Linked DNA regions of Pan troglodytes: region 1 is linked to region 2. Evidence: chromatin contacts called from public Hi-C data. All regions are on one chromosome and are shown on one strand. The core of a region is the stretch at or near the end of the contact, and the rest is flanking DNA. Distances in the headings are between cores, read along the strand shown.

The links. A called contact is a pair of places that touch in the nucleus more often than the background predicts.
Region 1: a contact with region 2 is called in a Hi-C map of stem cell-derived neural progenitor cells, with 4 times the contacts expected there. The contact joins two enhancer-like sites. A contact is called at or near these places in 1 of 7 Hi-C or Micro-C datasets (stem cell-derived neural progenitor cells) and 1 of 1 datasets of contacts at active chromatin or transcription factors (stem cell-derived excitatory neurons).

The regions. Positions count from the first base shown.
Region 1 is chr23:28,834,419-28,838,780 of NHGRI_mPanTro3-v2.0_pri, reverse strand. No RefSeq gene overlaps it. Among named protein-coding and RNA genes, the nearest start is that of CRYBB1, 54 kb to the right of the region's middle. Within about 2 kb of position 1,865, at least 23 of the 24 cell types and tissues checked have an H3K27ac peak or open chromatin away from gene starts, as enhancers often do. A contact at or near this core is called in stem cell-derived neural progenitor cells, where this site is marked.
Region 2 is chr23:28,557,630-28,561,880 of NHGRI_mPanTro3-v2.0_pri, reverse strand. No RefSeq gene overlaps it. Among named protein-coding and RNA genes, the nearest start is that of ASPHD2, 35 kb to the left of the region's middle. Within about 2 kb of position 1,965, at least 5 of the 24 cell types and tissues checked have an H3K27ac peak or open chromatin away from gene starts, as enhancers often do. A contact at or near this core is called in stem cell-derived neural progenitor cells, where this site is marked.

The sequences.
Region 1 (4,362 bases), core at 616-3,115, 280 kb before region 2:
CCTTAGCAGCATCAAGCCTTTGCAGTTAAACAAAGAGGACTTTCAGGAATAGGAGGTGTTTCTGAGCTTCCTGCTTTGAGTGAAATGGAGTAAGGCAGCCACTAGAGGATGGCAGGCAGGCACTTTCGGGTGTAGACTACCCCATCCAAGGTCCCTGCCAGCAGCCAAGGCATGTTCTCAAAGCTCTTCCTAAGACATCTTTTCTCTCTTGTGCCCTCTGCAGCTCAGGCCTCTGGATCACCCTTCACCCCCACTGCCAACTACAATTGGTTAGCTCTGAGTCCACAGTTGCCAGAGAAAAGGGCTCTCAGCACCAGACTAGCATTCAACGACCCAAGCAACCTGCCTCTAAGGTCTCTAAGCCAGCCTTTGACCTGTCCCTAAACTGATCCAATCCTCCAGGCCCTGCCTTGAGCTGTCTTCTCCTGCAGACTCTGACTACCAGACTGAGTCAGCAAAACCTTGAACTAGTGCCACCTTTTACCTGCACCTGGAATCCCTTGCGTATGCTCCCTGCCCCTCTACTCCCAAAGGACGTTCCCTCAGTCTAAAGAGATCAAAAGTCCCTTCCAGAAAAACTCCCGTTTCCTCGGTGCAGCTAAATTGCACAGAAGAGTTTATGCTAGAAGAGCTAAAAGTTAGAACAGGAAGCTCAGATAATTTATACTACTAACATGTAAATGACTGACGGAGTTATAACCCTTCTGAATACTCTGATCTAAAGCTTTATGTCCTAGAACTTCCAAAACACAAAGTCCCCAAAATGAAGACTCTAGGCCCTGGCCTGGGGACGGGTGACTCTATACAAAATGGCATATGCTCTGTAGACACCAGACAGGTATTTTAAGGTTTATAAGAGCTGCATCTACTTGTGCAAACTACTGTAGCTATAAGGCTATATTTTTTTAAGAACTGAAACCAAATGCAGACTATGAGGAGTGAAGATATGCCCAATGGCCAAAACCTTGCAAGACTGGCTATACTTCTGACCCCACCTTGGTGGGTACCACTGCTCCATCAGGCCTGGTCCACACCAGAGCCCTGGCACCTCCTTTAGAAAACTACCATCTTTACCGACTTCTGATTGCTCTGACTCAGAGCAGCCACCACGCCCAAAATTGTTAGCTATGCTTTTCCCTGTGTTAGTCAAGTTCAAACCTGTGTTAGCCAAGTTCAAAGCTGTGTTAGCCCCTTCCCAGCCATGCCGACATCCAAGCTGTTAACAGTAACAAGGAATGTTAGACCTGTTGTTAGTCAGAAAAAAATCCACAAGCCATTAGTTTCTGCTGAAAGGAACAGACCAGGAAGGCAGGAGTTAGTCAAGGTGAAGGAAAGGTTAATTAAGAACCGGTCAGGGCCAGGCCAGGAGCCTGGAACCCCCAGACAGGGCCAGGTTGGTTGTTAGTGGTCAGCCCCTGGGGCAGTCAGGGTGAGACAGGGATTAGCTGGGTGAGAGCAAGAGTTAGTGCAAGGGAGCCAGAGATTAGCCCAAAGAAACCAAGGTGCCTACTGGAGGTGAGGCATGAAATCACCCCCAGGTGTGGCCCCGGCTTAGCGGCTGGCGGGCTCTGGGGGAGGCTGGCTGAGGCAGTGACGTCCGTGGGAACAGAGAGCCAGAGATGCATTCCTGGCCGGCCTGAGCATCTGCGGGAACCCTGTGAGCCCCTGAGGTTCATTTCTTGCTCCCCACTTCTCTCTCCTGCAAACTCCGAGCCCGGGGTAAAGCTGCTTCCCCTCCCCACACCCCTTTTCAACCCGACAACTAACGCCCTCTAGCTTCCGGGAATGGGACGGATCTTTCCCAAGGACTTCCGGTCACGGCCCCACGTCTACTTACGATGGGGGAAACCGGCCTCTCTCGGCTCCAGAGAGGGGAGACGGCTCTCTAGCTGACTTCCTGTGTGGGAAAGAGTCCTCTCACTGACTTCCGGTGTCAGAAATGTCCCTCTTTCCGGCCTTCAAATATGAGAAATGTTTCTCTGGCCGACTTCCTGTGTACTAAGTACTCCACTCAGTGGTTTTTAGCGTAGGAAAGACCCGCTTCATTGACTTCCGGTGTAAGAAACGCTCCGCTTTCTGACTTCCGGTGTGGGACACGCCCCTCTGCTAATTTCCGGTGAGGGGCACGCCCCCTCCTGCCTTCCTCGTGGGATACGCCCCCCTCGTGACTTCCTGTGCAGGACAGCTTCTATCCCTGTCACTTAACAATGGAGAGGATTCTTCCCCAGCTTCCTTCCAGAGGACACAAAAGCTCAGAGCTCCACAGTCTAGAGTCTAGACCAACAGGCCTCCACACTCACGTCCCAGAGATTTCCCTGGTCCCACCTACTCCCAGTGGCAACCAGACTTCTGCACATAGGAGAGATGTCATACTCAGAGTCCAGCCTCCCACATCCACAGGACCACCTCTTCCTCCTCTGAGTCTTGTTAATAGGGCCATCCCTTGCCTTAGACCTGGCCCAGTGGACTCTGATCTTACAAACAGCCAATATGGGGCAGCAAAGTGGGACATCTGTCTACAGGGCCAGTAGCCCCAAGTCATCTGCTTGCCAAAAGGAGGGGGACCAGCCCCCGGGGGGAGCCCAGAGCTCGGCAGGGCTGGGGTTAGTAAGAAGAGAAAACAGGGTTAGTAGGGGCTGGGTTAGTAAGTCAGAGCACAGCACCAGCGGACAGGGCACCTCAGCAGACACACACAGGAGTCGCTAAGAGAAAAGGAAGAACGCACGCAGGTCCGTTAGTTTGTTAAGGGATGATTGGGGTGCAGTTGAGGCACCCCAGGGGTTAGACGGGTTAGTAATCGAACAAAAGAGCTGCCTACATAAAAGAAAGCTGAGATGGAGGAAGAATGTGGGGAAGTGACAGGGATTCAAAGCAAGTGTCTTGCCCCAGGCAGAAGGATCTGTGTGCAGAACACCCAGAGAGGCCAGGACCTAGGCAGCAGACGTGTTCAACCAGGTTTGAGGGGCCTTCCTCCATCCTCATACTTTTTTTTTTTAAGTGTCTGCCATGTGCTGAGACCCTTATATTGACGGGAATCCTCACTGCAACCTGTAAGGTATCAGAACTCGCATTCTACCACTGAGGAGACTGAGGTTGAGAGAAGTGAGGTGACTTACTCAAACTCACTCAACAGGAAGTGGCAGAGTTGGTGAGTCTTATTTGCATTCTCTGTCCTGGAACGTGGGTCTGCACAAAGATCCCAGCCCATAGGCAGAGCCTTCTGGAGCCTTGGCTGCCCCCATATCCCAGCCCCTTGAAAGGCCCATGAGCTGCACGGTTAGTAGGATCTGGCTGCGGGGGGGGTGGTTAGTAGGGCATGCTCGGGCCTGGTTAGTGGGTTAGTTGGTTGGCAGAAGGCCAGGCACCTCGTCACACGCCACAGCGTCCCGGCTGAGCCCTGGGTTAGTAGGTTAATCACACCATGCAACACTGCCCCGGCCCCTCCAGCTGCAGCTTCAGAGGCCTCCCGCCCCCACCAGCCAGGGAGTGGGGCCTGACCAGGGCAGGGGGTCTAACTCTAAGCCCCCCAGCACCATCAAAATCAACCCTAACCACATGGACCCTGCCCAGAAGCATGTTGCTTCCCTATTTATTGGCTGTGGGTCTCAGAGCACCCCCTGCAAATATTTCAGCTCCCCTGAAAATGGACCCTACTTATCCTAGACAGAAACCCCCTGCCTGGTTCTGGTCAGCCCCTTCCCAGAGGGCTGGATCCTGTTACACTCTGACAGACACACGCACACCAGCATCTCTCCGCAAAGATCTGACAACCGTGCTTAGTAGACATCTCTTCCATCACCGACTGTCAGGCCTCTAGTTTCTCCAACTATTGGCCTGCCCTCCCACCATTAGAAAAAAAAAAAACTTGCATCAAGCTGGCCTGGCTCCTGGAACCAAGTTGAGACTCCCCCACGCCCACCCGGTCTGCTTCCTTTTCAGCCAATGCTACAAAGCACCTAAGTGTACCCTAATTATGCCATCTTCTATCACTGCTGTACTTTTCCCATAGAAATCCCAGCCTAGCATCTCCCACAGTTCTAAACGATGTTCCATGAGAAAAAGATTCTATGGCCATAAAAGTCAAGGAACACTTCATCCTATGCCCTGTCCCTGAGTATTTGAAATTGCCATTAGCATTTTAAAGGTTCTGATAAGTCCTGCACTACTTCAGTAGTGCAGCGGAATTTGAATTAGAACCTGCTTTTTTTTTTTTTTTTTTTTTTTAAGGAGCAATGATATTTCCTAGAAGTTACTTTAAGAATTTCCCTAGAGGGTCGGGTATCATCTCAGCCAGATCTTTCTCATCCTTCAAGGCCCTGTTTGGTACAGCTTGCTAGGAAGCTGTTCCAGACTGCAGCAGCC
Region 2 (4,251 bases), core at 716-3,215:
TGCAATAATTTCTTTTTCTTTGGGTAGGCGCCCAGTAGTAGGATTTCTGAGACCCAGGGTTTTCTGCTTGTCCACCCCATCATTCTTCGTGTATTGCTTTTGTCTTCAAGCTGATCACTTCCATTGTGAGATGGCCGTGGAAGTTATGTCACATCATGATGGGGTTCAGGGTAGGAAGACAGGGGCCTGGGGCTGGAGCTGTTTCAATTGTGTCTGCCCTCTTTTATCAGGAAAGCGAATACTTTCTGAGAACAGGCCCTCTACCCCAAGCCAATTTCTGCTGAGGCTCATTGGCCAAAAGGAGTCAAGAGGATCAACCCTAGCAGCAGGGGAGGCTGAAAAAAATGAGTGACAGGATTATCCTAAGTAAAACCAACCATGATGCATTTTCTGTGGCCGGGTTCATAGTTGCTCCGAACAAGATTGGGATTCTGTTAGCAAAGGGAAAGGAAACAGATACGGCTAGGTACTTTTGAGTGTCTGCCCCAACATTCTATGACAGTTAGTATAACTTTTTCTCTTTCTTTTGCATGGGGAGGTAGGAACCCCCTCTTGGAGAGTCCCACAATGAGGCAGGAGGAAATCTATCCCCTCCAGGGTCCCTCACCCCACTAAGGGGCTAATCACAGATGGAGTTGAGATTCAAACCCAAAGTTCCAGCTCTTAGCCACTGCCTAATCCATCCCTAACACCTCCCGGGATATGAGCCAAATAAGGCCGGGCTCCTGCATCCAGGGCATCCCCAGGCTGAAAGAGCCCTGCTTTGTTCTGAGCACCCTGGGAGGAAGTAGCTCTGCTCTCTGAAGGTTGGCCTTTAGTGATTTCTACCCTGGCATTCACGGGGTAGCCAGACCTCCTGGGTGCCGTTCCCTTATGTACCAGCTGTGTGAACCTGGGTAAGTGACTTCGCCTATTTGCACTTCAGACACTGCATCTGTAAAAGAAGACGGCTAATTTCTTTACCCACAAAAGTAAATGAGATATTAAAGTGCATCGAATAGCTAGGAAATCTAAAAAGTATTATAGAATTTAAAAGGTGTATTTAAAATGTAAAAAACAGCCAGGTGTGGTGGGTCACACTTGTAATCCCAACACTGTGGGAGGCTGAGGTGGGAGGATGGTGTAAGTGCAGGAGTGTGAGGTTGCAGTGAGCTTGTGACTATACCGTTGCTCTCCAACCTGGACGACAGAGCCAGACTGTGTCTCTAAAATAAAAACATATATAAAATAAAATACAAAAAGCAAAACAAGCCGGGTGTGGTGGCTCATGCCTGTAATCCCAGCACTTTGGGAGGCCGAGACAGGTGGATCACCTGAGATCAGGAGTTCGAGATCATCCTGGCCAACATGGTGAAACCCCGTCTCTACTAAAAATGCAAAAATTAGCTGGGTGTGGTGGCGGGTGCCTGGAATCCCAGCTGCTCCAGAGGCAGAGGCAAGAGAATTGCTTGAACCCAGGAGGCGGAGGTTGCAGTGAGCCGAGATCACACCACTGCAGTCCAACCTGGGTGACAGAGCAAGACTCTGTCTCAAAAAAGAAAAAACTAACAAACAATAACAAACAAACAAAAAAACAAAAACAAACAAAAAATAATTAGCTAGCAGTCAACAAATGCCAGCAATTATTATTATTGTCGTTACTGTGTTATCCTGACAGGGATCTCTTTGGTCACTTTTTTGGGGTCCTTTCTCTCTCCTGGCCCAGGTCTCTCTACCTTGTTTTGTTTGTCTGAAGTACATCTACTAGTGAGGTAGGTTCTGATCTCAGGAGAAGCTCTTTCTCTTCACTATTATTCTAAACTTGGAGGACAGCCAGGCCTGGGAAACAGGATCTGGGTTTCTGAGGCATCTGGGGCATGGAGTGACCTTTCCATCTTTTTTCTTTCCTTTGTTTGTCCTTCCTCGGAATCCCCATTCTTTTACTGACTGAGTGACAAGCCCATGAATGATCAGCTGAGCTCTGGCCCTGCCAGCTGTCCCAGGTTCACTGAATAGGCTTCTCCCTATGGGGCCTGTCAGAAGCCTAGCCCTCTGTCTGCTTTTTCCTTTCTTTCTTTTCAATTTTTTTTTTTTTTTTTTTTTTTTGAGATGGAGTCTCGCTGTCTCACCCAGGCTGGAGTGCAATGGCATGGTGTCGGCTCACTGCGACCTCCATCTCACAGTTTCAAGCAGTTCTCCTGCCTCAGCCTCCTGAGTAGCTGGGACTACAGGTGCCCACCACCACATCTGGCTAATTTTTGTATTTTTAGTAGAGATGGGGTTTCACCATATTGGCTATGCTGGTCTCGAATTCCTGACATCAGGTAGTCCTCCCGCCTCAGACTCCCAAAGTGCTGGGATTACAGGCGTGAACCACCACGCCCAGCCCTTTTTCAAGTTTTTTGAAACAGTGTCTCACTCTATTGCCCAGGCTGGAGTGCAGTGGTGCAGCCATAGCTCACTGCAGCCTCGACCTCCTGGGCTCAAGCGATCCTCCTGCCTCAACCTCTCGAGCAGCTGGAAGTACAGGTGCATAACACCATGGCTGGTTAGCAGCCCTCAGTTTTCCAATGGGAAAAAATTGGACCCCTAATGGAAAGGGGCAGCCCGACATGCACCTAGAATGCTTCCCTGACAAGCCTCCCCCGCTTCTCTGTGTGTTGTGCATCCTCCATGAAGGTAAAGGGTGAGCGTGGAGCCCCCAAATCCTCCTCCTTGGAAACTACTCAAACTATTGGAGTCCGCATGTGGCCATCAGAAGGAGTGTCACACATGAGGTCCACTCTCGTCTCTCCCCTACTTCCCTGGGTTGAGGTCTGCCCCTGCGGCCTCTTCAGCCCCTCCCACTATGTGACGCCCCTCTCGCCAGCCTCCAGCCACACTGGTTGTCCCTCAGAGGTGCCAAGCACCTGTTGTCCTCCCTCCACATCCTCGATCTGCCCTGAAAACTTTCTCTGACGTTCCTTTACTGCTCCACTCTTGCTTTAGGTCTCAATACCAATCACTTCCTTGACCATTCACCCCCAATCACAAGTCCCCCTGGTGCACCCCTGTATCTTTCATTCTTGGCACATTTCCTAGCTTGTGCTCATATGTTTATTTGTGTAGGTAATTGATTAGCGTCTGTCTTCCCAGTAGATTATAAGATCTAAATGAGTAAGGACCATGTTTTATTCTCTGCTATAGCCTCAGATCCTTGTGCACGGCCGGCCACAGCATACTACTACATGCTACATACTACATGCTACATGCCACATGCTACAGTCAGTCATGCTGCTGTCTGCTACAGTCACGTATACTTAACCAGAGGACACTACAGTGCTACTACAAGTCATGTGTCACTTAAAGACAGAGGTATGATCTGAGAAATGTATCATTAGGCAATTTCAATCATTGTGTGAACATAATAGAGTGTATTTACATAAACCTAGCTGCTATAGGACACTATACAACTAAGCTATATGGCATAGCCTATTGCTCCTAGGCTACAAACCTGTACAGCATGTTACTATACTGCATACTCTAGGCAATTGTAACATAATGGTAAATCTTTCTGTGTCTAAACATAGAAAAGGTACAGTAAAAATAAAGCATTATAATCTTATGGTACCACTGTCATATATGTGGTCCATCATTGACTAAAACATTGTTACATGGTTCATGACTGTATATATAGGTGCATGTATATATACCTAACATATATATATACATACACACACACACACACACACACACACACACACACACACACACACATACATATAAAAACTTCTAGCTGGCCCGGTGTGGTGGCTCGCACCTGTAATCCCAGCATTTTGGGAGGCCAAGGCGGGCAGATCACCTGAGGTCAGGAGTTTGAGACCAGCCTGACCAACACGGAGAAACCCCGTCTCTACTAAAAATACAAAATTAGCCAGGTGTGGTGGCGCATGCATGTAATCCCAGCTACTTGGGAGGCTGAGGCAGGAGAATCGCTTGAACCTGGGAGGTGGAGGTTGCGGTGAGCCGAGATCGCGGCAATGCACTCCAGCCTGGGCAACAAGAGTGAAACTCTGTCTCAAATAAATAAATAAATAAATAAATAAATAAATAAATAAATACCGAAAAACTTCTAGCTACCTTCTCAATGATCTTAGAACAATAGCCAATACAGTTCTTAGCAAACAGAAAAGGTCTTTGAAGTTTCAAATATGTCTAGAGATCATGCAAAGTGATTAGTTGGTTAATCAAATAAAAATATGACACTGATACTATAGAATACAATCACATGGG